Regions from separate parts of the Mus musculus genome. Here regions 1, 3 and 4 are each linked to region 2. Evidence: chromatin contacts called from public HiChIP or PLAC-seq and promoter capture Hi-C data. All regions are on one chromosome and are shown on one strand. The core of a region is the stretch at or near the end of the contact, and the rest is flanking DNA. Distances in the headings are between cores, read along the strand shown.

What was found. Promoter capture Hi-C pulls out the DNA fragments that hold promoters and counts their contacts. HiChIP or PLAC-seq counts read pairs in DNA pulled down with a chosen protein or histone mark.
Region 1: a promoter capture Hi-C map of the HPC-7 cell line shows a contact between it and region 2. The contact joins the enhancer-like site here to the promoter of Pdhb in region 2. A contact is called at or near these places in 8 of 39 promoter capture datasets (the C10 cell line, the HPC-7 cell line, cranial neural crest and 5 more), 1 of 115 datasets of contacts at active chromatin or transcription factors (bone marrow-derived macrophages) and 4 of 9 other capture datasets (adipose tissue, embryonic stem cells, liver and 1 more).
Region 3: a contact with region 2 is called in a promoter capture Hi-C map of the C10 cell line. The contact joins the enhancer-like site here to the promoter of Pdhb in region 2. A contact is called at or near these places in 5 of 39 promoter capture datasets (the 3T3-L1 cell line, the C10 cell line, cranial neural crest and 2 more), 1 of 484 Hi-C or Micro-C datasets (pre-megakaryocyte-erythroid progenitors), 4 of 115 datasets of contacts at active chromatin or transcription factors (the SCID.adh cell line, bone marrow-derived macrophages, embryonic stem cells and 1 more) and 2 of 9 other capture datasets (adipose tissue and liver).
Region 4: an H3K27ac HiChIP or PLAC-seq map of epiblast stem cells shows a contact between it and region 2. The contact joins the enhancer-like site here to the promoter of Pdhb in region 2. A contact is called at or near these places in 9 of 39 promoter capture datasets (the C10 cell line, the HPC-7 cell line, cranial neural crest and 6 more), 1 of 115 datasets of contacts at active chromatin or transcription factors (epiblast stem cells) and 2 of 9 other capture datasets (liver and pancreatic islet).

The regions. Positions count from the first base shown.
Region 1 is chr14:7,911,220-7,918,976 of GRCm38.p6, forward strand. Flnb (filamin, beta) reads left to right here. Exons shown (of 46, transcript NM_134080.1): 25 at 1,736-1,903; 26 at 4,042-4,165; 27 at 4,728-4,884; 28 at 5,975-6,164. Among named protein-coding and RNA genes, the nearest start is that of Gm45521, 42 kb to the right of the region's middle. Within about 2 kb of position 2,807, at least 99 of the 459 cell types and tissues checked have an H3K27ac peak or open chromatin away from gene starts, as enhancers often do. A contact at or near this core is called in the HPC-7 cell line, adipose tissue, bone marrow-derived macrophages and 2 more, where this site is marked.
Region 2 is chr14:8,171,563-8,178,972 of GRCm38.p6, forward strand. It overlaps Pdhb (pyruvate dehydrogenase (lipoamide) beta), which reads right to left and starts at 1,430. Exons shown (of 10, transcript NM_024221.3): 1 at 1,329-1,430; 2 at 1,202-1,255. The coding sequence starts at 1,370.
Region 3 is chr14:7,894,492-7,901,842 of GRCm38.p6, forward strand. Flnb (filamin, beta) reads left to right here. Exons shown (of 46, transcript NM_134080.1): 16 at 36-196; 17 at 1,599-1,689; 18 at 1,895-2,064. Among named protein-coding and RNA genes, the nearest start is that of Gm45521, 59 kb to the right of the region's middle. Within about 2 kb of position 1,825, at least 36 of the 459 cell types and tissues checked have an H3K27ac peak or open chromatin away from gene starts, as enhancers often do.
Region 4 is chr14:7,850,295-7,857,118 of GRCm38.p6, forward strand. The region is part of intron 1 of Flnb (filamin, beta); the gene reads left to right. Among named protein-coding and RNA genes, the nearest start is that of Flnb, 36 kb to the left of the region's middle. Within about 2 kb of position 1,342, at least 124 of the 459 cell types and tissues checked have an H3K27ac peak or open chromatin away from gene starts, as enhancers often do. A contact at or near this core is called in the HPC-7 cell line, epiblast stem cells, hematopoietic stem and progenitor cells and 1 more, where this site is marked.

The DNA.
Region 1 (7,757 bases), core at 1,557-4,056, 260 kb before region 2:
TTATCCAGCCTGGACAACTCCTGAGGGCCGAAGCATCTGTGACCTGCCAGCATCCTGTCTGCTTTTCTGGGGACTGCGATGATTAAGGTTCAGGTTTTTCTGGCCTGATGCAAACCTTTGGTGGGTTTTTGGATTTTTTTCCGTTCAGATAGAACCTCAGACTTGGAATCTTCCTGCCTCAGCCTCCTACATGCTGGGTGGTGGTATTATTTCAGACAGAATATCCCATCTTACTTCTATTAACTTAGTGGTTTCCTGCGATGACCCAGCTGCAGTCTTGGTGGTAGACCAGTTGATTAGTTGGGATTCATGAAGGGTTGTGATCAGCTGGTGATGTTTACCTGGAACATCGAGCAGCATGTTGGCAGATAATGGGATCTGGACTTGTTAGGCCATTGCTTTCTGCTTCAAGGCTGCTCTCGGGCTGAGTTTAGACAATTTCCAGGTCCAGTAATTGGCCACAGACATAGTCTGTAGTTACTTGTTGACATTGGAACTCTCCATTATCACCCCCAAATAAATCACTCTCTTGTTCCCCTAAGTCCCAGCATGGAAGGTGGTGCTCATCTTTGCCAGGGTCTCAGTTCTTCGTGCAAGTGTGTTATAACCCCTGATTCTGCTAAGTGGAAGCTTTCTTAGATACACAGCAGAGATATTTATCTCCATGGCAGGAGTCTGGCAGTCGCCATACCTTGTGAAATGTGCAGGCTGTGTCCTTCCTGCCTGGGGCAAATGATGCTCTGAGTTCTTTGGTAAAGGTCTTGGTAGCCTGAGGCTACTGGAGACACAGGCAAGCCTGCCGTGTGAGAAGTCCTGTTGGCAATCCTGGTTCTGCCCTTGTTTCTTCTTAATGTTTCACTTACAAATCTTGGTTTCCCTGGATTCACCATGTCTTGTCAGTCTTTATACTTGACATCATTAAAAAGCGAGAGGCCCTGAGGTTTCCCCCACAGTCATACCACAACGTATAGTTAGAGGAGTGTGGAACCCAGCCGCCATGTGTGCTCAGAATGTGCTGGCTTCCACAGGAGGGAGGGGCAAGGCTAGGATGACCCACCCACTCTTTTTTCCTCTTCTGTGTATACTCCCACCAAGCTGCTCGCTTCCATTCTTCCAAGAGCCTTTCTTCTCCTCCTTCTCTATGCCTTTGCATGAGTGGACCCCTCTGCCCTACTCTTCTTTCCGATGTTTCAGGCTTTGTCTCCTCCCAGAGCTGAATATCAGTTTTTCTGTGAACTCCACAACTCCCCGTAGCCAGAGGCATTGCTTGTCTCAGTGTCGTGCTTCTTGGTCAGGACTAGCTCCTGAGAACTGAAGCATCCAGCGTCCTGTTTGCTTTCCTGGGAATTCCCCTTGAGTGGAAGCTGCTTCCTCTTACATCATTCCTTGGGTCTTAATGGACATCTTTCTCTGGTCTCCTGCAGACCACTTTCATTGTCTCCTGTGTGTTCTGCCTTGTATACCTTCCAGTGGATGCCACACGGAATGTTAGAAGAATGTGCTCGTTGCCAGATCTTTGGCTTCCTATAAGGTTTACTGAGGCCACAGATGCTATGTTGGCATGTGGTTAGTGCTGGATGGCAGATGTGGGAATAACAGTGGGCACATTGCTGCTTCCACAGTGAATTGACTGAGACTCATACGGTCAGGGTCCAGGTAGAGCAGCAGTGTGATTCTGGGTCTGTGCGGGTGCTCTCTCTATTGCTTCATGCTCAGAATCCCGTGACTCTTCCAGGCAGCCCCTTCAGAGTTCCTTCAAAAGATGTTGTGGATCCCAGCAAGGTCAAGATTGCTGGCCCCGGTCTGAGCTCCTGTGTCCGAGCATGCATCCCGCAGTCCTTCACAGTGGACAGCAGCAAGGCTGGCCTAGCTCCCCTGGAAGTGAGGGTCCTGGGCCCAAGAGGTGAGTCTGCATCCTGTCTGCCACCCACATTCACCCACCATGGCCCAGAGCCAGTTCTTTCTTATGAGATTGTTTATGAGCTTATAGTTAAATACTCTCAGTTAATTTACTGTTCCCCAGTCTAGCTAGCCAGCAAGTTGGTGTATTATATTTCCATAAGTCCATTTCTCCTGTTAATAACATGGCCCTAAGTTTCTTTTTATAGTTTTACTTACTTATTTCATGGTGCTGAAGACCAAACCCTGATCTTACCCATGTCAGGCAGGTGTCCTCTCAGCTAGCTTACATCCCAGGCTTTGTTTTGGTTTTCCCAAATGTGGTCTAAGTAACCCAGACAGGCTTTGAACTGGCAGCCCTCCTACCTCTGCTTCCTGAGGACTAGAACATCAAGCATGTGCCTGAAAATGTCCCTTTCTCAAGGAGCCTGCTGAAGGGAGGGCTCTGTGGGCTTTAGCATGCACTGTCCACCCAGCTGCAACACTACATGCTTAGCATGTGGGAGGTGCCTAGGCTTGGTCTGGATGTGAGCAGGAGCTAGGGTTTGAAGGTGATCCCTCTGAGATGCTCAGTATTGCTGTGGAACGTACCAGAATCTTGGTCAGGGTTATAGCTTTGTCATTGTCTCAACTCCCTGAAGAGAGGGTCTCTGGGGGAATGAGTTTTGTTGGCAGTTGGCCTGTACTGCTGACAACCTGGAATTAAGGTTTCAGGTGACTAGCAGGCCATTTGGGGACAAACCTGAACTTCGGAAACCTGTTGCCGTATTTCTTCCGTATTTAACACGTACCTCTCTTTCCATATAAAATAGTGTGCCTGATTTCTTAAGTAGTCTAGGCCTCTCTCCTCCTGCCCCCAACTTCCCCTGTGATGTGTTTGTGGCTTGCAGAAGTAGTGAGCCGGGGCTTCCTCCTTTGAAGAGCAACCTCTCCTTAGTGGAGTTCAGCAGGAGGTTCCGCCTTTGAAGCTCAGGGAAAGAGTGGTCTGAGAGAATGAGGTCATGGGGCAGACTTACCCTTAGCGAAGTTTCTGAATATAGTGTGTGTGTGTGTGTGTGTGTGTGTGTGTGTGTGTGTGTGTCTGCTGTGTCTGTATGACAGGGGGGTTACTTTCACAGCAGCCTCTAACGTGGACTTCCCAAGTAAATGACCTTGTAACTTAAACTGATGCAGTGGATGTCTGTGTGTGTGTGTCTGTGTCTCTGTGTGTGTGTGTGTGTGTGTGTGTGTGTGGGTTTGGGGGGGGGGGGGTTACTTACACAGCAGCCTCTAGTGTGGAGGACTTCTCAAGTAAACAGCCTTGTAACTTAAGCTGATGTAGTGGATTCCCTGTCATAGCACAGCCCCTTGAAAGCCTTTTGAGTTTTTAAAGCTGACCCAGAGGTTGCCTTTATAGAGACAGGTTTGAGGTTTGTGCTCTCCCATTAGCGGCTGCTTTCAACTATGTAGCCTGACTGCCTCTAGCCTAGCCCCACCTCTAACTGCCTTGTCCTCACTTCACCTGATCTGTTTAATGAGCATGCCCTGCTGATTAACCTCCTGTGCCATCGACCCCTCCTTGACCTCAGGCTCAGGTCTAGAATCTATCAATCTAGTGCAGGCCTTAATCAGGCTTTAACATTCTCTCGAATCATCACCCATCGCATCTCATTGATGGCCCTCTTGTTCCTTGAGATTGGCACCCTTACTTGCTCTGTACCCCAGCATGTTGGCCCCACTGTGTTCTTGCTGAAAGATGGGCCCAGGTCTTGACTGGCCAGCCCACAGGTTACTTTTTGCTGTTGAGGTTTCTAGACACTCGGGCACTTTCTCAGCTATAGACTAAAACTGACACATCCAAGCATGTTTAACTTGAAAGGATATGTAGTATGTCTGCAAAGACCTCCAGCAGTAAGCATGGGCAGTCCCCTTACTTGTACTGGAGGGAGCTATAGCAAGCTGAGTGTACTTCAGCTCACAAAACGCTAGAGGTATCTCTTGGGGTCAATCCCGTTACTGTGACTTATGTCCTGTGACTAGGCCTACTTGCTTTTGTGTTACTCTTCAGTTCATGGGAATGGACGTGATTCTCTTTTATGTGTAGCTGGGGTGCTGTGAGCAGGAGGCCAGGTTGTCAGTCAGACCTCTCATTCCTGTCCTTAGGCCTCGTGGAGCCGGTGAATGTGGTAGATAATGGGGACGGCACCCACACAGTGACCTACACGCCATCTCAGGAGGGGCCCTACATTGTTTCCGTCAAATATGCTGATGAAGAGATCCCCCGAAGGTGAGCATGGCAGCCTTCAGGCCTGGGTACAATTCAGCCGTAGACCTGTCCACCCACAGGATTGATCACACTGTCCTAGTGCCACCCCATTCCCCAGCCACTCACCCACTGTCCATTAGCACATTGAACAGAGCATTGTGGTGGCATCCAGTAGGCACCGTGGCTTCTGTTCTAGGGTCAACCCGTTCTTCTGTCTTCCGTTCCAAGGGAAGCTAGGATTGCCTATTGTCTAATGGCTTGTACTTGGTGGCTCTGTATTTCCAATGGATCTGGTCCTCTTATTAAATTCTCTTACCGCTTGTAAAAATCCTCCTTTCGCCAGGCGTGGTGGCACACACCTTTAATCCCAGCACTCGGGAGGCATAAGCAGGCGGGTTTCTGAGCTCGAGACCAGCCTGGTCTACAGAGTGAGTTCCAGGACAGCCAGGGCTACACAGAGAAACCCTGTCTCCAAAAAAAAAAAAAAATCCTCCTTTCAGCCTTAGTTCTTTGTGTAAGAGAGAACAGATGGGGCAGGGCTGACCTGTATCCTTACTGACCAGTCTTCTATGTGTCTATCAAGTCCCTTTAAGGTCAAGGTTCTTCCCACATACGATGCAAGCAAAGTGACAGCCTCTGGGCCTGGCCTCAGCGCCTATGGGGTACCCGCCAGCCTACCTGTGGAGTTCGCCATTGATGCCAGAGATGCTGGCGAAGGCCTGCTTGCTGTCCAGATCACGGTAACTGTGTGGTTGTTTTGTTGTATATATAGAAGAGGTGGGGGGGGGGGGGGCTGGTGAGATGGCTCAGCGGTTAGGAGCACCGACTGCTCTTCCAAAGGTCCTGAGTTCAAATCCCAGCAACCACATGGTGGCTCACAACCATCCGTAACAAGATCTGATGCCCTCTTCTGGTGTCTGAAAACAGCTACAGTGTACTTATATACAATAAATAAATAAATTTTAAAAAAAAAAAGAGTTTAAGAGGTGGGGCCAAACCTTATTAGGAATACTTAATATTCTGGAAAGGGATAAAAACAGGAGTTTAGTGACTGTTTTCTACCCCAGTGCACATATTTTGGGGACTTCTTTGGGTCAGAATCTCCACTGGAGAACATTTAAGCTTCTGCAGTGACCATGGGTCGAGCACCAGTTGTTCTGTGTTACTACATCTCTTCTTACACCGATTTTAAATGTTTTAATTGCCTATTGGGTTAGTGAGGGCTAAAATTTTACATACCACAGAGCCACCAACATGGGATTGTCCTTCCTTGGGAAGGAAGCCAGAGGTAGGCCACCTAGGTGCTCTATGGCTCACAAGGAAGCCAGCATCTCTGACCTAGTGTGTGGCTCTGTCCTTAATGTCTCCTCATGGACCATGAGCCTGCAGAGCTCTGCTCATCAGGAATAGAAGGTGAACCAGAAGGAAGGAAGACAGGGAGGAAAATGGCTCTCGTAGATGGACGATCCATCTCAAGCAGTCACATGGTTGAACCTGGTGGCAGAGCTGCTAGCATGTGGAGTCTCGTATTCAGTGGTGTGCTTAGCTAAGGAGTCTTTTGTTGGTAACAGGACAGGAAGGGAAAAGAGAGGTGGAAAGCTTTTGCCATGTCTTTGTATTTCAGTGTATGTGATACTCAGTACTCTTTGTCATGGGTTTAGTCTGTGACCCTCTTCTTTCCCTACCCAAAACCAACAGAACAGGGTCACAGCCTGCCACCCTTCGTCTGCTCCCACATACAGAGGTGCCAAGTAAAGAACATGGCTTGCTGTGACTGGTTTCTATATGTTGATAGCAGCATCCCAAATATCATTGCTCTGTGATTCACAGGACCAGGAGGGAAAGCCTCAAAGAGCTACTGTCCACGACAACAAAGATGGCACATATGCCGTTACCTATATCCCTGATAAGACCGGACGCTATATGATTGGAGTCACCTATGGTGGAGACAACATTCCACTTTCTCCTTACCGTATCCGGGCCACACAGACAGGCGATGCCAGCAAGTGCTTGGCCACAGGTGAGTGCAGGGGAAGGTAAGAGTTAGGGGTATGTGTTCTGGCCTTCTCTATCCACTTAATGTCTGTGCAACCAGAGGATGCTTGGGCTTTCTGACAGCAGTCACACATACAAAGTGAACATTTTTACAGATGAGAACATTCAGACTCCAGAATCATTTCCAGGTGTCAGAGATGGTATCACCAGGTTATAGCAAAAATGGGGTAAGGTCAGGTGAGATAGACGCTGACTGTGATGTCTGGGCCAGGGGGCCTGTTACTTCTGAGGTGAGAGCACCAGTGAGGTTTCTGGCAGAAACTGCTATATGAGAAGCAGTAAGTCTCTGCCTCTCTAAGTGAGGGGCTCGCTTGTTCAGGAGTCATTCAAGAACATCTTACACAGATCAGCAGTAGAAAACAAACATGGAAGGACTTCGGATTTCCCTCTCCAGAATCGATGAATATATTACCCTCACCCTTGCTTCAGCTTCTCAGACGTGCTTGCTTGACTATATAAAAGGGGTTATACACACCGAACTCAGGTCCAAGGCTCACATGGAGGGGATGCAGGTACTTTTACCCACAGGGCCATCTTACCAGTCCAATATGGTATTCTCCAATTTATAAAAGGGAGGTGGGTCTCATGTATCCTGGCTGGCTTCAGACTTGCCCTGTAGCAGAGGATGCTGCCTGCTACCAGATGCTAGTCCCTCACCCACCCACCCCCATGCTCGCGCGCGCGCGCGCACTCTCACACACACACACACACACACACACACACACTATGCCTCCCAAGAGCTGGGATTGTATATATATACCAGCCCACCTGGTGTTGTGCCTTCCTGTTTCTAAGAGTGACTTGTGCAACTCAGTGTTGCTGCTTTAGCAGATTTTAAAATATGAAACCTGGGCTGGTGAGGTGGGTGAGGGTACTTACCAGTAAGTTCACGTCCCAGAGCCTACGTACTGAGAGAACTGTCTATACATGCACACACCTGCCAGCATGCTTGCACATGCAAATACATACACATGCAGTATCAGTCAACTTATTGGTGAAGAAACAACAAAACCACACAAGTCACTGTCTCAAAGGTTAATCATTGGCTTCTCTTGTAAATAAAAGGAAACTGAGTGTAGGCCTACCCTGCATGTGATCTGTTCTCTACCTCATCCTGCCCAAGGCTGTAAATAATGCACCTTGACCCTTTTCATCTCCCCCAATGCAAGAACCGGAAAACCAGACCTCCACTGCCAGTCTGTGTCAGTGCCTAACAACTGGTTGAGGGCATGTGTAGTGAGAGCTGGGGACCTCCTTCTGGCTTTTCAGAGCTGTGTCTCCTCCCCCTGGCTTTGCAGGGATCTTTTTCTTGGGCTGCTGGTGCCTGTTGGCCTCAGCTCTTGTTCTGTCGTTTGGAGCTGTCCCCTCAACCAGATGCACACTACTTCCTCTTCCCACTGTGTGAGCAGCTTTCTTAGCATTCCCTGTCGCGCCCTTCTGCACATTTTGACCAGTGTGGTTTCCCTTCATAACTTGTTATACTGCTTAAAAGTGAGAGACAGGCCAACTGGCTGGCTGTTGTTTGGGGAGGGGTTGCAAAGCTAAACATGGTTGATCC
Region 2 (7,410 bases), core at 180-2,679:
CAGGATTATTCAGGAGACTATGGAAACCCCCTTCCTTATACTTACCTACACTGCCCACAACATAACACATAAATTTAACACTCATGCAGGCAGCCCACATTCCAAGAATCTGAGGAGGCAAGGTGGCCAAGCCTGCTGAGTTTCATCTCCAGTTTCCTACATGGCGGAAGGAGGAAACGGATCCCCTGCACATTGACCACAATGTGCATGCTCACACACATAGAACGTAACAAGTACCACTTATGCCAACTAATCTTCACTAGGCGTCAGTGACAAGCTTACAGAACACTTCTGCTCTACTGCTTCATATGCACGGGCAAGAAAACTGAGCGATTGCTAAACCAGCTCCCAGGCAGTTTCCTACGGAGGAAGCATGCCAGGCTGTTTTACCAATACACTTGAAGTACTAAGACTTAGAGAACTAGCAAGGAAGGTCTAACTATGGATACTAACTACGACTAAGTATTAAGCGTTCACTAGTGCACAACACTTGACATCCACAATGCAGGTGCTGCTATGCTACTACAGTAATGTAGACTGATAAAATCCTTCTAGATATATATATGCCAAAAAAAGCATGTATCTGCAAGCCAATGTTCTCAGCACCGTAACAAATTCAAAAGATAGAAACAAACCACCCTTAAATGAATGTATAAATAAAACGTACAAAGGATATGATTCAACGTTCCAAAGGAACAAATTCTGATGAATGTATTCTACAATGTGGATGAACCTTTTTAAATAAGCCAGACACAAAAGAACAAAAGATTCAACTTATATGACGCTCTAAAACAAGAACTCAAAAAGAGCCAGAAAAGTACAATACAACAGCGGCCGAAAGAGTGTGAATTATTATCGTGTAAAGTTCTGGAAGTTGACAGTGTAGACCGTGAATTCATTCGATGCCACATTTGAACACATAAGATTTCAAAGCTACATTTTACCACAACTCCAGGGTGGGGATTAAAAGTCAGGAAAGCAGGTGGTTGTCTGTTCGACTGCCACCGGCCTCGAAGGGATGGTTACCAATATGAATGGCACCGGGCGAGGACAGAGGCAGCGCGAATCATCCGCAGGACGCGGCCGCTGTCAGGGTCCAAGATGCCACCTGGCCCTGGGGCAGACACGACCCCGATCTCTCAGGCCTGCTCCCGGGCCCCAGGGCTCCCTCCCGGCCTTGCCCGACGTCGGGACCGGTTACCTGCACCGCTGCGGGCGCCGAGCGGTGAAAACGCCTCTTCAGCAGCCCGGAAGCCTGGAAGGGAGAGAAAAAAGGGTTCAGAAAGGGCACAGGGCCTACAGTGGACGCGCTAGGGGCCGCTACCTACCTGCCGCAAGGGTCCCCGCACCAGACCAGCCACCACCGCCATCTTGCCCGTGTCCTCTACTAGCTGCCGAATGACAACACAGAAGCGCCGCAGAGCCCGTCTGACGCAGCCAATAGTAGGGCGTGACACCTTTACGTCCCACCTCTGTTCGGCAAAGCCAATAGAATGGTAACTGAGAGTCCCGTCTTCCTGAGGAAGCCAATAGCAAGGCGCTATTTCATAGGCCCCGCCCCCAGGCTTTGGCAGAGCGCGCCCTCTGGGCCCCGCCTCTGCATGCGTAGCCAACGGCTAGTTTCGACGCCTGCGAGCCCCGCCCACCTAGCGAGTCGCGGTCCAGCAGAGGTGACGTGAGGCTGCTGTTCCTCTCTGACCCGGTGCACTGGAGATAACTTTGCAGACCGCTTGCAGAGGCTGTCATGCACCTAACACGCCCTACACTCAGACTTGACTGCTGACTGCTCACGTGCTGGGACTGAGTCAGTGCAGCCTGATCCGACCGAGGCTGCTAGGACCGTAAAGCCACCCCTTTGCGGGCACTGAAGGACTTTGAGCAACGTGTGAATCTTGCACACACAACAGTGGAGGGTGAACCTACCATTATATGAAGGGCGCTGTAAATTGAATGTGAACAATAGCTTTCATGTAGGCACTAAGCGTCCACTGTGTGCCAAGTACTGTGATGTGTGCTTGATAAGTGCTTTTAGGTGGTTTCTGTTTGTATTATCTCCATCCAGGCGAGAAGAGGTGAGGAGGTTGTTCTGATCTTGCTGAATTTAGATGGCATACCGGGACTGGAGAAGCCTGAAACATAGCTTTAGCAGGACAAGAGACAGTTGAGAATAGATACTTAGATGTGGCCTTTATATTCTGCATTCAGTCTCATCGACTGTAAAAGGACACTGAGGTATGGGATCACCTCCTTCCAAACCTCCCTCATTGCTGCCATCAGGTGGTCACCATGTGAGATATATCAAATATGAGTCTTTCTTTTTTTTTTTTTTTTTTTTTAAGATTTATTTATTATTATATGTAAGTACACTGTAGCTGTCTTCAGATATACCAGAAGAGGGCATCAGATCTCGTTACGGATGGTTATGAGCCACCATGTGGTTGCTGGGATTTGAACTCTGGACCTTTGGAAGAGCAGTCGGGTGCTCTTACCCACTGAGCCATCTCACCAGCCCCAATATGAGTCTTTCTATCAAAAATTATATAAACTTGTGTTTGGGACAAGGACTTCAAATCCCCTCTCCTGCCTTGAAAAACTTTAATGTAAGTGGTTTTGGTTTTTGTTTTTCCTCACAAGGAAGTGTTTTTATGTGTAGTCCTGGGTGTCTTGGAACTCTCTCTGTAGACTAGGCTGGCCTTGAATTTACAGAGATCCACCTGCTACTGCCTTCTGAGTGCTGGGATTAAAGGTTTATGCTACCACCAACCAGTCCATAGTTTTTCTTCTTACCACTATTTTTCTATGGCTTAAATGTTCCAAATTCTATTTACTAGCAACTTAAATATTGCATTCACTACATTGGCTTTAGTGTTCTCATCTATTCAAACTATGAAGTTTGCTTACATCAGAGTCCCCTAACTTCAGAGTATATGTGAACAAAGACACTCTTTCATGTAACCAAAGGACATTCTGGAAATTGATGTAGACCAGGCTGGCTTTGAACTCAGAGATCTGTCTGCCTCTGCCTCCTACTAGTGCTGGGATTAAAGGAATGGACCACCACACCTAGCTTTGAGCAAAAGTTTGAATCTTTTGATTGTAAATGGAAGAAAATATCTAATAAAAAAGTTGAAAAAAAAGTTTGAATCTTCCTTAAGCATAATTTATGCAAAGGCCCACTGCTTTGTTCTTGGAATTCAACACCTGGGGCAATGGGCCTTCCTTTCACTCCTTTCCTCTTCCTCTTGCATTTCCTGATTGCTGAGTCATCTAAGGATAGCCATTGCATCAGACTGTGATTTCAGACTCGTGCCAACTCGGAAAAGAAACAATCACCGCCTGAGTTAGAATGAAGATGAAACGCACTCCCAGTCTCCCTGTGTATTCCCTCTTTCTGAGAACTCCCTCTTGATCAGGAGTAAAGTTCACCTTGTCCAGACACTTCAAATGAAGTGCTGGTCTCTTTCGTTGTGTCCCCAAACTTATTTCTGACAACTTCAAGCTTCCAGTTACCTCCAGCAATGGAGGAAACAGCCAGTGCTTGGAATCCTTCTAGTTCCAGCTGGGTCTAGTCCTTTTTGATAGGGAACAGAAAGGGACATTTTGTGTTCTATATCATAAAGACACACTTGATTGCTCTAATATAAAAGAGAATCCGCCTGTCCATATTAATAGCTTAGTACATATACACTGTATTAAGTCTCAAGCCCAGGACAAGTCTCATTTAATACCTATGACTCCTCTGAACACTTCTCACCCCACCTCCTATCCTAAACCTCTCCCTACCATTTGCTGGGCTTCCTGTCCCCAGCCTGATCCCTATATAATACAGCCATTTGGGCTACATGAGTCTCTTATTCCCAGGTCCTTTCTTGTTCTTCCTCCCCTCTCTCCTCTCACAGCCCAGTTTACTCTGCTGGCCATGTTCAGCCTGGACTCTTCCTTCTGCCTGCTTTCTCCCTATGTCTACAATAGACATCTTCTCCACACTTGAGGCATAGCCATGTTCTCCTTTTATCTCATTTTTCATTCACACACTTAGTGATTTTCTTGGTCTGCGTTAACCCCTCTCCCAAAGCAGACGTCCCTGAAGGATTACAAGGTGGAAACCAGAGGAAACGAACTTGAGCTTCATTGTTTTGTGTGTCTGAGTCCAAATATCCCCAGAGTGAAGAACATCAGCAACGAGGGAGAAGCAGACATCACAAGACTCAGAAATATGGCTGACCCCTGAGCAGGGCAGGCAAGCCTGAGCTCCAGAGTCTCTCTCTCTCTCTCTCTCTCTCTCTCTCTCTCTCTCTCTCTCTCTCTCTCTCTCTCACACACACACACACACACTATCCTGCAGACATCACAAGACTCAGAAATATGGCTGACCCCTGAGCAGGGCAGGCAAGCCTGAGCTCCAGAGTCTCTCTCTCTCTCTCTCTCTCACACACACACACACACACACACACACACACACACACACACACACACACACACACACACTATCCTGCTAGAATCTGCTGGTAGAGGTGAAATATAATCCAGATTTCTAGATTCTTTAACTTAAGTTTCTCTTATTCCCAGCTCTGAATAAGGCACAGTTTTAAGATCAATTCCTGTTTCTGCCTATTCTGTAAGTGACAGAGAACACGAACAGAATTCCAGTTACACTTTTGGTTCATTTCAGGGACACCCAGTGCTTACCAGCATCCCCCATGAAGCCCCTTGATTTCAGATGTTAGTCCCCATGGACTCTTTTTTTTCCTTTGTAGTAGTGAGTTTTTGTCAATTTGAGACAAACTAAAGTCACCTAGAGGAAGAGGGAATCGCAGTTGAGGATGAGAATTTGCCCATCAGACTGGCCTGTGGGCGTGCCTGTGGGCGTGCCTGTGGGCGTGTCTGTGGTGTGATTTTTCTGGACTGGTGTGGGAGGGCCCAGCCCATTGTAGACTGTGCCATCCCTGGACTAGAATAGGAAAGCAATTGGAGCAAACCATGAAGGCAAGCCCGTAAGCAGTGTTCTAGTGTAGCTCCTGCCTCTGCTCCAACTTTCCTCAGTGATGCACTGGGACATGGAAGTATAAGTCAAATGAACCTTTTCCTCGTCCAAGTTGGTTTTGGTCATCATTTTTATCACAGGAACAGAAAACAAATTAGGACAGTTCTGTTCATAGTAAAATATGATTTAATTGTCTTCCGCCCAGCATTTGGGATCTGAATTACAAAGCCAAAGGAGACATCAAGATGAATAAAACCTAGAGCCTAGATGTGTTCTTGGGCCTTATATTTACAAAAAAAATTGTCAGTGACTCCCCCAAGTCAGTTGAGTTAGTTGGGGAAGGCATTGGGTTTCATGGGCCTCAGAGAGTTTTCTTTTAAATAACAATCTGGTCATTTAGATACAAATTAATTGGTAGAGTTGCTTTCCTTTCAAACCGGCCGATTTAGAAAGACTGAGCAAAATTTCCTATTTTAAAAACACAAACAAAAATACTGAACTTTAAAGTCATAAGTTCTGAAAAGGAACTTTATACGCTCACCAGATTATATAGAAAGGCTCTGAGAAGCAGAAATTGGCCAAAATCACGTCTTTGCAGAGTAAGAAGAAACATTTGGCCTCAAATGCTTGGGGTCTTTTCTCTGTTTTGAAAAATTTCTTTATCCAAGGTTCTTTCTCTATGGGTTTGGCCATACTTGTGTGCAGTTTTGGATTAAAGAGGAGCCTCATTTTGTACACAGCCCAGACTTGCCTGGACCTCACTACATAGACCAGGGTGCCCTCAAATGTCCATCTGTCCTCTTGCCTCAGTCTCCTGAGTGTTGGATTGCTGGGATCACAGATTTGGACCATCACACAAGAGCTGCTGCTATTTTTCTGTTTTCTTTCCTCCTCCTCCTCCTCCTCCTCCTCCTCCTCCTGCTCTCCCCCTCCTCCTCCTCTCCTCTTCCTTCCTTCCTTCCTTCCTTCCTCTCTCTCTCTCTCCCTCTCTCTCTCTCTCTCTCTCTCTCTCTCTCTCTTCTTTTTGGCAGGGTCTCAATATGTAGTTCTACCCATAGACCAGGCTAGCCTCCAATGCACAAAAATCCTCCTGCTTCTGGACCTCAAATTCTGAAATTAAAGTTGTGTGCCACCATGCCCAGCTATGTGCATTATTTTATGTATTTATATATTCTAACAATATGAGTGTGCTTGTATATGTGTGTGTGTGTGTTGTCTCTAACACAGATTCACGTAACCACCAATCCAGTACAGAATTATTTCATAACCACAAAGAAATGTTCCCTTGTTACCTCATGGTTTTCAGCTCCCAACACCTGCTGATATGTTTCAAATGACTGTAGTTCTTCATTCTTTTATATTCTGGGCATAGGGTTCATCAGTAGAACATTTATTTAGCATTTATGAGGACCTGGATTAGCCAGCAAAACACACACACACACACACACACACACACACACACACACACACACACACACACGCTATATGAATGAAATCATACAATACGTAACCCTTTGAGACTGGTTCTCATCTTCATAGCAATGCAAACTAGTGTGTGCCACATTTCTGTCTGTTACATAATTGTCATGGTTAAATCAGCTGGCTTGCTCATTCTTCAAAGGACATCTGGGTTATATCCAGTTTTCCATTCTTAGCAATAAAGCTATTAAGGACATCAAGTCTACATGGGAATGTAAGTTTTCATTTTCCCAAGGAAATACCCAGGACTGTGACTGTGTGGTCAGTGCATCATTAATGTTTCAGAACCTGCCAGGCTGCTTTTGAAGCCTGACCATGTCATTTTACTTCACCTCCACAATAAATGAGATACAGGTCTAGTTGTCTTAGGTCTTTGGCAGTATGTAGTGACATCATCAGTCCTTTGGGTTTTGCTGTACCTACAGCTCACAGTGGTCCCAAACTTTAATCGTCTTTCCTGAACTCTTGTGTGCTAGGATTAAGTGTGTGTACAACATACCTGGTTGGGCGTGCTAGGATTACATGTGTGTGTGTTCTAATAGATATGTAGTGGTATTACTCATATTTTAATTGTGTTTCTCTAATGGTTCATGATGATAATAGTCTTTCATAAACCTACTTAACATACATCTTTGATGAAGTATCATCCTCTTTGGTGACATGCTTTCATCTTTGGTGAAGTTTTCTGACCATATTCTAATTAGATTGTGTATTTAAAATCTGTGTACAAAATATTCAGACTTAAAATTCACCATTTTTGAGTTCAGTGGTATTAATACTATTCACATCCTTATTCTTATATATTCATTCATTTTAACTGGGTATATACATATGAACCACATGTGTGTCAGAAGTGGACACTGGATCTCCTGGAACTGGTGACAGATTGGACACAGCTGTGAGCTGCCATGTGGGTGCTGGGACCTGAACCTGGGTCCTCTGCAAGA
Region 3 (7,351 bases), core at 575-3,074, 280 kb before region 2:
AAACTGGTTCTAATAAGCTGGTCTGTGTGTTCCAGGTGATGTCAGTGTTGGTATCAAGTGCGATGCCCGAGTTTTAAGTGACGATGAGGAAGATGTCGATTTTGACATTATTCACAATGCCAATGACACATTCACTGTCAAATACGTACCTCCTGCCCCTGGGCGGTATACCATCAAAGTTCTCTTTGCATCTCAGGTACGTTGGGGCCTGCGAGGGACAGAATGGAATGAGCCTTGTGTATCTCTCCTTTTTTGCTTTGTTGTTGTTTGTTTAGCCTTGAGAACTGTGTTCAGTTTCTCTGTTTTCTTAAAACCAAAAGGAGTTGGGGGTGGGGTGCTAAGCTTAATTTGCACTCTTTTCTGTGAGTGGCTAAAAGCAGGACCCTAGCATTCACTAAGCTTTTGATTGAAAAGTTAGGCAACTTCTAGATGTACTTCACTTGGACCTCTTAGCATAACTCTGGTCTCTGCCCTTAAACTTTTATAGCAAGAGCTTTTTGAAGCATCAGCTGTGTGTTAATGTAGTCCTGTGAGGAGTACTCTGAAACAAGGCATTTTGAAATTCTAATGATCAAAATGAACTATATGAAAATTAGGAAGCTCAGGAGAACAGTCTGTGCCTCAAGTTAATGATCTTAAGTTGGCACGACCTAATTAATTTAATCTACTTTCATTCTCACAGCCTGGTAATTCTTTGTGAACAATTAGTCACTCTCGTGAATACTTCCTTGAAGCTCTCACTCCCCAGGCCAGCGCTACTCCTAGAGGGTATTTCCTACCTCCTAACCCTATATATTGTTGGGTTTTACTTTATTCTGAGTAGTACTTTTTTTTTATCCTTTGTCCCCAAACATCTGGTGTCAAGACATGAGGGTGTTTGTGCTCTCAGGGTTCCAGATCTGCCCCAGTGTGTGCAGGCTTTGCCTACAGTCATGGAAGTTGCTCAGCGCTTTCAAGAGGGTGTTGGGGCAAACTCTGTCCTTCGGGTTTGGGCAGAAGGTTACACTCTGACAGTGCTCTAGGAACCATCCTTCTTTTTTTTTTTTTAATCACTGAAACACTAATCACTGTGGTTTCAATAGCCAAGCTGTGGGAATGACGTCTATGCCTGGCTGTGAGTAAGATTTTTTTTTTCCCATTTTTTATTAGGTATTTAGCTCATTTACATTTCCAATGCTATACCAAAAGTCCCCCATACCCACCCACCCCCACTCCCCTACCCACCCACTCCCCCTTTTTGGCTCTGGCGTTCCCCTGTACTGGGGCATATAAAGTTTGCGTGTCCAATGGGCCTCTCTTTCCAGTGATGGCCGACTAGGCCATCTTTTGATACATATGCAGCTAGAGTCAAGAGCTCCGGGGTACTGGTTAGTTCATAATGTTGTTCCACCTATAGGGTTGCAGATCCCTTTAGCTCCTTGGGTACTTTCTCTAGCTCCTCCATTGGGAGCCCTGTGATCCATCCAATAGCTGACTGTGAGCATCCACTTCTATGTTTGCTAGGCCCCGGCATAGTCTCACAAGAGACAGCTACATCTGGGTCCTTTCCATAAAATCTTGCTAGTGTACCATCCTTCTGAAATGTGTCTTTGCTTCAGGAAATCCCCGCCAGCCCTTTCAGAGTCAAAGTTGACCCTTCCCATGACGCCAGCAAGGTGAAGGCAGAAGGCCCCGGGTTGAGTAAAGCAGGTAAGATGGCGGTGGGTAAGATGGCGGTGGGTAAGGCTTCCATAACCTTTGCAGCGTGGGTTCTGTCTAGACCTAGAGGGGCTTATCTTCATCTGATGTGGCAGCAACAGTGTTTGGCTGCTGCTGCTGTCAAACCTGTCAGACTGGTTCTAAAAGTGAAACCTCTCTAACCAACCCTGTCTCCCTGTTTCATGTGTCCTTTCAGGCGTGGAAAATGGGAAGCCAACCCACTTCACTGTTCACACCAAGGGAGCCGGAAAAGCTCCGCTCAACGTGCAGTTCAGCAGCCCCCTTCCTGGGGAGGCAGTGAAGGACTTGGATATCATTGATAATTATGACTACTCACATACTGTTAAATACACCCCAACCCAGCAGGTAGGGTCCTTCCTGCCTCTTGCTTTTCTGCGCAGGCACTTCCCACGCAGTGCTGTGTGTGTGGAGGTACCTCAGGGTGCTCTCCCCTCTCTGGGTGAGAGCCTGAGGGTGCTGTGGGATTCCCAGAGAAGTAGCAAGGCAGCCCCCTCCCCCACCTCAATTTGGGATTTTTATCAGAGAAATACTAACTTCTTATATACAAAACTACCAGGTCTACTTTCTTATGCAGTCTCCCTCCTCCATCCCTCTGACTCCCAATCTTTTATTAATTATAGAAAGCTCCCACCTGCAGTTTCCTTTGCAGGCAGTTGCACATAGTTTACCTTTTTTATGAGGTGTTTTAGTGGGATCTTTTCTCAAAGAGCCCATTCAGCTTTTAGTCCCTAGGGCCCAGAGCCTGCGGTTAAGGCTGCAAATGGCTCCCTTTAACAAAATGCAGGAATTCTGAAGAATTTTGCTGTCTAGGCAGATTTGTTATTTTATGCAATAAAGGTCTAAAAACTACCTTTTCTGTACAAGTTTATATCTGTTTCCTTAATTTTTAAATTCATCCTTCTCATAGCAAAATGGTATGCTATACACTTGATGGCGCCGCGTAGGCATTGCCTCTGTCTAGCTTCCCCATGCTCTTATCTTGCAAAACTGAAATTCTGAACCTGAACAAGTCTTTAAAATTGTGTTTTTCTTCATGTTCACACCTCCAGAGTTAGCATGGCAGATACCCTGGCAGGAGAGTCTGGATCTTTATTCATGCCTCGTGTTAGAAATGCTCAGTCTAAGCTTCTGAGATGCTTTCAAACTGGAGGGAGGGACCCTCCTTTGTAAACAAGCTAACTGTCGGACAAAGAGGTAGCTGTCTGCAGAAACACTGCTCAGTCCACATGGCCTGGGCCCTCAGCAAGGGGCTGGTGGGAGTCAAGCGGGGAAGAGCAGGGGTGCAGTAAGGATGGGGGTGCAGGGTGTGTGTAGCTAGCCTTCTTGCTTTAGAGGTGTTGTATCCTTGGAGTTAATGTCATAGGAATACGGAGTACCTCTGACAGTGGGAGGCATTCTCTAGGGGAAGACCTGAGGACCACATCATGGAAGTGCTGCCTCTTACCTCTAGACATTCTTCCTGTCCGCTTATGAAGTCCCACTGAAAGGTTCCTTACATTTGTAGATCGCCTGTCCTTGTGCCTGGTCAGAAGATACAGTGATTAACAGGCAGTTCTTTCTCACTGATGGTTCTGAGCACTGGTGGGACCTTAAGCTGGTGGGACCTTAGGCTGGTGGGACCTTAGGCTGGTGGGACCTTAAGCTGGTGGGACCTTAGGCTGGTGGGACCTTAAGCTGGTGGGACCTTAGGCTGGTGGGACCTTAAGCTGGTGGGACCTTAGGCTGGTAGGACCTTAGGCTGGTGGGACCTTAGGCTGGTGGGACCTTAGGCTGGGTGCCTGACAAGCTCTTTGCTGCAGGTTTCTCTGCATTCCTTGGAAGAACATACCAGAAAGCCATCATAAAGATCACAAAGCCGTAGGTGCTTTTCTAAACCTTTTATGACTTAGCTTTGACGTCTACTATCCACATACCACATTTTCTTGTCTTTTGGATGAGTTAGTAAGTTGCAGATACCAGGATGGAATCTTAGTTTGACTTGAACCCATTAAAAAAAGTGAAGCTGCCAATCAGGATGCATTTCAAGAGGCCCAGTCCAGCTTCGTTGCATTTGGAGTGGTTCGAGATTAAGAGACACTTTACTTTAGAATGACCCTGAGGGCAAGTTCATCCTGTTCTCTAGAAACAGCAGCAGTCGAAGGCTGTTGACATGCTAAGAGGCCTCTTGGGGCTATGATATGTCCAGTAATTCTGGTAGAGTCTTGATATTCATGGTGCCTTCTATACACCATGCATGGATCTGCCTCGGAGGCCATTAAGAGCAAGCCTTATATTCTCATCATTCCATTTCCCGGTGGCAAAGAAATCAGGTGACGTGTCTCCTCCAGAACTATGGCTACCCACAGTTATTTTTATAGAGCCAAAGCCCTATATAGTTATTTTTTTATTGCTGTGAAGAGACATCATCACCAAGGCAACTTATAGACAAAGTCATTTAATTGGGGGCTTGCTTACAGTTTCAGAGGGTTAATCCATTACCATCATGATTCAGAACATGGCTCAGGCAGGGAAGCAGGCATGGCACTAGAATAGAAGCTGAGAGCTTGCACGCTGAACCAGAGGCAGCAGGCAGAGAGAGGGTGAGGCTAACCTGGCGTGGACTTGTGAAACCTCTAAGGCAACCCACAAGGACAAACTTCCTCCAACAAGGCTACACACACCTCCTAATCCTTCCTTAGAAATGAACCTATGAAGGCTATTCTCATTCAAACCACCACAAGGTAGGGTAGCGCTTGTCCTGCACCAGAGCTTGGGGCTCTGAGTGCTCCCTGTAGACGGGCAGCTGATTGAGGGAGTGGTAGGATGCGTCTCTTCACAAGTTTGGCTGGCTGAGGAGCATTGTAACCTGGTAGAAGAGTTGGGATGCACAGCTTGTGTCTCATTCACAGGAGGAGCCCAAAGCCCCAGATTAGGTGAAGGAAAGCGTATCCGGCAGCCATGCTGTGGGGTGTGGTTCATAGTCCTGAGCCCATCAGAGGGCTGTCCCCTGTGCGGAGAAGGGCACATGTTCTGGAAACGAATGCCCATGAACATGCCTTCTTGTGATGAATTTCTGGGACTGCCAGACTAGACGTTTCCAGAAAGGCAACTATTTGTTGTTTGTGTGTGTGTGTGTGTGTGGAGAGGCATGGGTTCATCTAGCCCTAGATTTTTATATGTCCTTCTCAGAATGTAGACCATGTTTTTGAAGAGCTAAAGCCCCCGAGGAACCCAAGTATTGACTGCTGACTTCTGTTCCCTGCTAGTGCTTGAATGGCAGTTTGCACATACTTACCTACAGTGGACAAATGATATGAATGGTTAGAAATGTCTATAATGATACAGTGTTCAGAGCTGGTTTTGCCTCCAAGAAGTAGGCATGATAGGTGGGCTTCAGGATTCTCCCAGAGATTAGAAAAAGGTTGACTTTCTCAGAGAGCCTGGGCTTTGCCCAAGGACATTGCTTGTCTGCAGTCTCCTAGTCTCAAGTGGCCTAGGTTTCTCACCCCAGACCAACTGCTGTGCTATGTCACTAGGTTTAAGCGGTCACATGTACTACCAATGACCTCTGGGAACCCTGTGATCTCACAAGCCTCACAGGATAGTATTCCCTGTGTTGAAATGTCCTCAACAAAGTGGTGGTGTCTCACAGGATTCTAGAGGAGTTACCCAACCCAGTGGGGATGGTGTCTCTCAGAAGTCTCCAAAGCGGAGAGGCCTGCAGAAGGCTCTCTTGCTTGATCTTCTAGGCTGTCAGGTCTGTGTGTTTGTCTTCTTTTGAATAAAGGCTGGGTCTCAGAAGCATGAAGGGAGAAATAGAAAGCTGTTTTGCAGGCAGTTTCATCTTGGTGGAACACACAGTTGCTCACTGCCTTAGACAGTCCTGTGGGAGAAAAGTTTGTTCTTAGCTTAGCCTCAGAAGAAACAGGAAAGGCTTAGGGCTTGGAGCTGTAAGTCTCCACGGCTGCACACACCCACTCCCACTCCTTAAGGTTGTGTAAGGCAGAGTTCATTTCCTAGCTGAGTTTTGTGTTGCTTCTGAGAGTGGAAACGAAGCATACTTTCTTTTATGAGCTGGGCGGGCTTATCTGGAAAGGGACTTTTTTCATTTGCTCTAGCACTTCAGGGAAATGGCCAGAAAAATCTATCAGGGAGGGGAAGGCTTTCTTACCAAGATGCCTGGTTAGCCCTGAAGTTGGTCTCAGGGTTAGCCTAGCACCCAAGGAGTTAAGCGGCTCGTGGGGAAGTGGAGGCTCAGGAGAGCTGGGGGTGTTGGGGATAGTGCAGCGGCAGAAGTTAGCACTAGGGGAGACCTTTCCTGTTCCTTGGCTGGCTCCCAGCTCTGTAGAATTTGACCTATGCACAGTTCAGCATGAAATGTTAGACCCTTAAGGTGGGCCGTTGATTTTGTGCATCATATAAAACTCCTCAAGGACCGGCTCCTCCTCCTCCGTTGATGCAGCCATCCCTCCTCCCCTTGGCTCTCGTTCCCTTCTTTATTTACAAAAGGAATGTGAGAAAATATACATCAGGCCAAAAGCTACACCCTTTTAACACTCGATCGGTGACAGCTTTTAGCAGGGCCTGTGTGCCAGAGAGCCTGCTGGATTGTCTGGGGACTCCTCTCACTCTCCCACACACTTTGTTATTCCTGGACATCGAGGCGAGGACAACACGGATCTGCTGAGATTGCAGTAGGCTTTCGTGGAGCCTTGCTGTGGAGGGGGGTTATGCAGCTGAATGTAGAGAGAGGAAGTCGGTTGTGAGCTGGCTCAGGACCTGTGGACAAAGAACAACAGCTGCAGGGTTGTGCAGCCATCAGGGCTTCCAGCAAGGGCCCTGCCAGGCTTCCAGCACTGCTTTTATTCCTTCAGTGGAATTAGAAGTTATGTCTATGTGCTGATCTAAGAGCGCTCCTGTGAACACCTCCCTTGTGTTGCCCAGTGTCCCGAAACTGAATGCCAAGGCATTGAAGAACTGGTTCTGTTGGTTATAGCCCAGTGGCTGTACCCATCCATGGCTGGGGTTGGCTGTGGCATGTGGTGATGTGCAGTGGCAGAGCAGAAAAGATAAAGGTTTGGGTGCCAAGGGTATGAATCCAGTGTGTTGGGGGCATGTTCCATTGCCCCTCTGAACCAAGTCTTCTTGAAAAATGGGGGAGGCAGCAGTAAGAACTACTTCTTGGATCTATTTTGTGATTTTTTTTTTTTTTTTGATTTGTCGAAGTACACAAAGTTCATAGTACAAGCCTGGTGTTAGTCCCCAGCCTGTTGTCCCTGTCTACGTTTATCTGATTTTTCTATTGTTCTTGCCATGTATTTCAAAAGCTTAGAGAGTATGTTTAAGATGTTTCCTGAAGCCAGTAAGAGGCATACGAGATACAGCTCTGTTGGTAGAACGCTTGCCTGGCATATGTGAAGTCATGGGTTTGCTCCCCCGTGTTGCATTAACTCGGTGTCACAGTACACACACCTATAATCCTGGGAGACTGGAGAATTGAAAGGTAGAGGTTCTCCTCTGCTGCACAGCAAGGTTGAAGGCTCCCTGAAAGATATGAGACCCGAGAAAAGCTAATTAGAATTAGGTTAATGAACTTGAGTTCGCCATGTCCCTGGGGGGAATGAAGGTTCTTGGGGGGCATTAAGAATATTTA
Region 4 (6,824 bases), core at 92-2,591, 320 kb before region 2:
ATTATCCCTCAATGAGATAATGCGTTTCTTCACCACGGGGACTTGTCCCTTGCAGAAGTTGCTTGCAGATAGGAACACTGGCTGAAATCCTAAGCATGTGTGTATTGACGGACACTCGGGCCTTCCTACTGGCTTCTCTGAGCCTTCCCTTCTTCCCCTTTATTGCAGACCTTCTTTGTTTGACTCTAGCTCAGAAAACATGACCTTGTCTCTTGTTATCTCCCTTCTTCCAACTGGTAGGATTGATAGTTCACCTACCCTATGGTTTTATTCTCACACTCTAATAAAATGGTCTTCAAGCATCCCTGTGGGATGGCATAAGACTCTCTTCCTACAAAGAGAACTGGATTTCCTAAGTAATGTGTCTTGTCTTATTCAGTTCTTTGTTCAAGACCACAAAGAACCCCAAAATTTTATCACAGGCTACCCCAAAATTCCTTCTAGTAAAATGATACACATCCTAGCCAGTTGGGGTTTTGTTGTTGTTGTTGCTTAAAAATTTTTAAGTACTTATTTGAGCTTGGGTGTGAATGTCTGTGTGCCACAGAGATATGTGGAAGTCAGAGGACAGCATGTAAGTTCCTCCCCCACCCTCCATACACGTGAAAGCACTTCCTTCGAAGAGTTTTGTAGTTACAGAACAAAGAAAGTCATAAATCAGGATAATTTTGAAATAGGTTGATAAATACATCAGGTAGCAGATCACAGTGAGATGAGGAACTCTGTCCTGATAGGCGTCATATGCTGTATGGTGACATTGTTAGCTTTTGCGTTAGGAAGCAAATGGTCTGCTGAGGTAATAGATTCCAAAAGGTTTTTTATCTATTAGTCACAGGATGTTAGACACAGAAGTGGGCAAGGAAATGGCTATTTAGGGGGCTCAGACTAGCCCAAGATAAGATGATTAGGTCTGAATGTGTGACTTTCAGCCTCTCTCCCTCACTGAAGTTTGGTCATCCAGCCAGTCAGTCTTTGAAGATAGGGCTTCTTTCAGTAATTCTCATTAACAATTTGTTTACAGCTCAAGGCTTGCCCAGGCATTTTCCTCTAGTAAGATACCACCTCCCAGTGATCTACCACTTCCCTGGCACTGGGGAACAAAGTGTTCGGGTTCTGAGCCTTAGAGAACAGTCTCATTCAGACCCCACCAGAGGAGAGTTATTCAATGGGGTCACACTGGGAAGAGGAACAAAAACAGGACCAGGGATCCTGCACCTCACCTCACTCCATCTTCAGGCTTCTGACTGGGTTACATTTCAGTAGAGGCCCAGACATAAGCAGTCCTGGTCAGGGTGTGGCAGTCTCTCCTCCCGCCCCAGCTCCTAGCCTTGACTTAGCATTGTCTCAGCTCCAGTCTCTGCTCCCAGGTGTCAGATAAGCCCCTCCTCTTGGCCGACACCAGGCTTCAGCCTTTTCCTCTTGCCAGCATGAGATTCCTGGGGAAATTCCAATTCCTTGGGGACCTTTGTTTCAAAAGACCGATAGCCAAAGTGGAAGCACAAATAACCCCTGTAGAGTGCCTTGCCTGGACGGGTACAGGTGGAGTTTTCAATTTTCCCCCCTTTCACATGATTTGATAAGCCAGTCCTCGTCTGAGGGATTCCTCTTTGTACTGACTTCAACAATGGCCTGGATCCAGGAGACCCTCCCACTTCCTCCTTTAGGCACTGTGCAGTCTGTTGATTCTGACATCAGAAGTTCCAAAGCAAATCCAGGAAGGAGGAAGCTGCTTGGGGCTTGGATTCCAATCATTGCTTGCTGCTTAAGAATGACAGTTTGCAGGGGAGCATTGTGGAGCATACCTTTAATCACAGCCCTCAGGGGGTGGAGGCGAAAGCATAGTGACCTGACAGAGAGACACACTGACACCCCATCTCAAAAAAAAAAAAATAAATAAATAAATAAAAACAAAAAGAAAGAAAAAGAAAAGAAAAATGACAGCTTGCACCGAACAGTAAGTTGCTTCCCGAGTTGGTTATCAACAGAACCTATAAACACTAGTTGAGGGGGTGCAAAGGGGGTGTCTTTCTTTAGCAACCTTAATTAGGAAAATGGTTCAGAGAGCCTTTTTTTCTCTCTCTCTTTTATCTATAAAACTTCTAGATTCCCAGAGGCAGGGTTATACTTTCTTAATCCCAGCTACAGAACCATTGTAGATTGGAGAAAGATGCTATTCTTTGTTGCCTGGGCTCCCCTTTCGTCTCTGTTTCCTATCTCTCTTACCCTGGGCCTAACTGTTTATAAAATGCTCGTTTCCCAGATTCTGGGGGATGTTTGGAGGACCTGAAGAGTGGTTTAAAGTAGAATTCCCCAGAGTGAAGAGAATTAGCCTCCTTTGAGACAATTTTTATAGTGTTCTCCAGCTCAGTGATGGCTCAGTCGGTAAAGTACTTGATGAAAAAGCCATGAAGGTCCAATCTCAAACCCTATCACATTTAAAAAGCTGGGTGCATCTGTAATTCCAAAACTGGTATGGAAGGGTCAGGAGTGGGCAGACAGGTGACTTTCTGAGCCAGTGGTTTAGTTAAATCGGGGAACCCCAGGTTCAATAATAGACTCTGTCTCAAAAAATAAGATTGTGAGATGGAGAACAAATGAAGGAGACACATCCAATATCCTGTGCCCTCCACACTTACATGCAGCGCACACACAAACTGTTAAATGTCCCACAGACTTCAGAGTTGGTGTTAATTACCAGCAATCCTATACCTGGAGCTAAGCCAGACTGTCAACGTGAGACATGGTCAGTGGCACTGTCTTGAGGGCTTTGGGACTTAACACACGCGCACACTCCACGTACTCCCTAGTCCAGTAACGTCTGGAAATTGAATGGAATCCTAGTCATCTCTTGGAGATGGTCAGTATAAATTGTATGTTGAGGTGCCCTGTAGCAGCTTAATTTTTTCAGACATAATGGTTATGGTTTAAAACTAGCTTGGACTACATAGTGCACCATTTCTCATACTACATATTAAAAGGTTGAGAACCACTGATGTAGGGAGACCCTGTCCCAAAACAACAGTTGTTTAGTGTGTTACTAGTGTTGCTTTAGCCAAAACACTTCCCTACCCCACCACATGTTTGCTTGTTTGTGTGTGTGTGTGTGTGTGTGTGTGTGTGTGTGTGTGTGTGTGTGGTCTGAAGGAACTGGTAGTGAGCTGATGTGGTCTCTTTTAAGAAATATGCCACTCAAGATGATGAGGGTACATTTATACAACTAACCTTAATAGTCGGGACTAGTATTTTCATGAGTATTTAAAAAAATGTAACTAGTGTTTTAAACCTGTAGTTCCATGGGCATTATCGCTTAAGGTATGTGAGGCAGGGACGAATTGAATTAAGGAAAATACTGGTGAGTGCTCCAGGTAGTGGAAGGATGGGACCAGGGTTAAATGTGGCCTGGGAACAGTGGGCAGCTCTCCTGGAGGCAAGTGTAAGCAGGACAGTTCCAAGTGTTAGCTGCCAGGGCTTAGAGGCAGCTGCAGAGCCACACAGGCTGTGGATGAAGAACTGGCAATAAGGAGATTTGGCGCACACTGGCTCTTCCTTCAGTCCAGCAGCAGCCGGTGGCTGGGCTAACGCTGTGGAGATAGATTAATCGTGTGTCAGTCACACGCTCTGCACTCTGGACAGCATGCCTCAGGAATGTTAGATGGAGTTTCCCCCACTTAGCAGTGAGTCTGACCTGCTGTATTCAGTCTGTTTATCTTTTTGCCAAGACCGGTTGTCATGGGACAAAATTCAAGGGCGCGATGATAAATCTTTTACGAGAGTGACGTAACCCTCGGCATTTTCCTTTTTTTAATCCTTTTCAGTTTTTCAAGCATTTGTGCCAACTCTGTCCATATATTGAGCACATCCTTCGTGCGCCTGTTTGGTTCTCTAGGGAAGGATGACCAACAGCAGGCTTTGGGGTCAGTGACCTAAGTTCAAATCCCTGCTTCCCCTATGGAGCTATGTGGCTTTGGACTTAATTTACTCCTTATTAATTTTTTAATCTGGAAATTGGAGCTCACAGTGGCATCTCATAGTAGCTTTGAGAATTCAGGAATGTCATTGCACTAGGTCAGGTTGGCTTCTGAACCTTGCAAGAGTGCTCAGGAGATCAGGGAAAAGATCCAAAGAAGTTATTTTTTGTTGCTGTTGTCTGGAAAACGATGTCTTCTCGCTGTGTAATATAAGGCATGTCATCCCCTGCTCCCCTGAGCTGTTCAGAAAAGACGGAGGCCATCTCAGCGGCTTGGTGCCTGCAGCTCCTAGTGGGTGTGTGTGTGTGTCTGGTGAGTAATGCATTTTCGTTGTGAGAAAACTGAGTGAGGGAACATCTCAACAAAACAGTTAGCAGACCTGCAAAGTTTTCTCCTCCATCTTCTCTGCAGAGCAGCACTCAGCCAGCCAGAGTCCTAGGAACAGAGCAAAGGCCCCTGCTTCAGTGTCTTCAAGACTGAGCCTGTACGGATATGACCTCAGTCATACACAGCCCGTGGCTCCCCTTTCACACACAAGTCTACCAAAGGCACAGTTTCTATTGCTGGATAAAGCCTGTTGATTTTCCCCATATTCCTGGAATCCTACAGAACCCTGCAAGCAGCTTTATTGAAAAGTTTAATATGTGCATTATTGTATCTCTATCCTTTGGGTGGTATGTGTAAAAAAATTTGTTTTAAAAGGAATAACTATAATTCGCAACAACAACAAGCCAGGTGGTTGTAGCACACACCATTAATCTTTGTAATCAGAGGAGGCAGAGACAGGCAGATTTCTTGAGTTCCAGGCTAACCTGATTGCCAGGGTAAGTTTCAGAACAGTCCGGGCTACATAGAGAAACCCTGTCACGGAAAAAAACAAAAACAAAAAAATGAATGAGTGGAAGGAAGTTAAAATTGAAAAATACAAGCAGTACAGAAGCATATGTCAGCAACAGCACACAAAAGCTCTTTCTGTCATTGCTCCATCTCGCCAGAGGCAGAGGGGACAGGGTATGTGCTCAGTCCTTTGCTAGAATGTTCCCTCCCTTCCTTGATGTGCCAACGCTTACCTCTGTAGGAGGAGCAAACAAATGTTCCTCATTGTCTTCCAGCAGCCCGCTGCTCCTGTTTGTACAGTTTCTTTAACTGCTTGTGGAGTTGAAGAGTTTAAGTTGTATTGATGTATTAGGCTGTTTTAATGATTAACGGTCTTTTTAATACCACCTCCTTGCCCATGTCAAATTAGACAAAGAAATCTCTTTCAGAGACATTCTTGAATGCTTTGTGCTTCGAATTGAATTTAGGGAGCCTGATTTTAATTTTCTGTCAGCCATTCTGGAATCTGCTGGTAGGGTCGGGGTGGTGGCCCACAGAGCTTAGCAAACCAGCTCAGCAGCTCACCAAACATCTTGATTCTATCAGTCTTAAGCCAGGGTCCCTGATGGGTCCCATTCTTCTAGCTGTGAGCAGATGGAATGTTCTTCCACAGAGAAGGCGGAGTTCTGGGGGCAATCAGTGATGAGCACGCTTTAACCAGAATAGGATAGTCCTAACCCTCTCTCGCAGCACTGATGGCATACCATCCCTCCCCATACTTGTGTGTTGACATTTTTACAGTAGTGATAATAGTATTCACTGTAGCCCCGTTTGTGTGATGAGGCTGTCATTGGGTACCTGCTTTACCGAATGGTGTCACACTGACTTCATACGCTCAGTCCACGTGCAAGCAAGTAGCTCTTCTTGGCCGCACAGTTAGTAAGTCGATGCACTTTGGGTGTGATTGGAGCTTTCCTGACCCCAGGGCAGGGCATGTGAACTTCTAGCTATGTGTCACTAGCTGACCCAACCTCTTTCATCCCTAGGTTCCTTGGCTACCAGGTAGTTACTTCACTAAATGACCCCTTCTTTTTTTCTCTGAGTAGCCCCAGGTACCCTACCTCCATGCTTTTTACCCAGAGATTTTAGAGATAGGGCCTGTTAACCTGCAACAAGGCACCCAGTCTCTGGGTAGGGTATGCGTTCAGGGATCAAATAGTCTTAAACTGGGAGTACAATTTTTAGCTGTCAGTTAAGCTAAATCTTGCCACGGGATCCAGCGCCATCCACATGTGTCGCTGCTGGGAGCAGGAAAGGCATGCTGTCCTCGCTGCCCTGCAAATTCTTTCCCCCAACTTCATCCTCTTTCAGTTGGTGATGTTGAGAGCCAGCTGGTATAAATTATTTTGAATTTCCCTCAGCTTTGTTCCTATTCACCACTTTAAATTGGAAGTTTTGTTCTTTTTATTGCTTCACAATCTCTGGGCGCCCGCCATCTTCCTAATGGGCTCGCATGCCCTGTAACATGAGCTGGATTATGGAGGGAAGTGCAACCTTCATCTGACTCTGTAACCAGGTTCAACGTTTACATGTTTGTAATTGAACGAATACCCATCCTGTTCACCATTATTATTTCTGATTTATGTGCACATATGTATGCATGTGACGATATCAAGAGCCATAGCTTAGCATGGGGAATACAAAGCCAAAAATTCTCATTTTCCCCCTTTACTGGCTCTTCACTGTACTCTGTGTATACTTTACTCTTTTCATAGACTGTTTTAGAGCAAGTTTAATCTCTTTTCTTGTTTAAAATTTAATTGGTATCCAGCATGAGGTCTGATGCTTAGAAGACAGATGGGAAATTTTTGTTGGACATGGGAACAGAAGAGAAAGAACAAACAGGGCTTTCAAAAATATTAAGTAAGCCTAATTTGTATTTTCCAGAGGAAAGAAGCAGAGTAACAGGTTTGTATTGCCTTGGGCAGAACCATATCTTCTAAGGAGTTGGCTGTAGATGGTTTCTCTCTAAGAACCAAT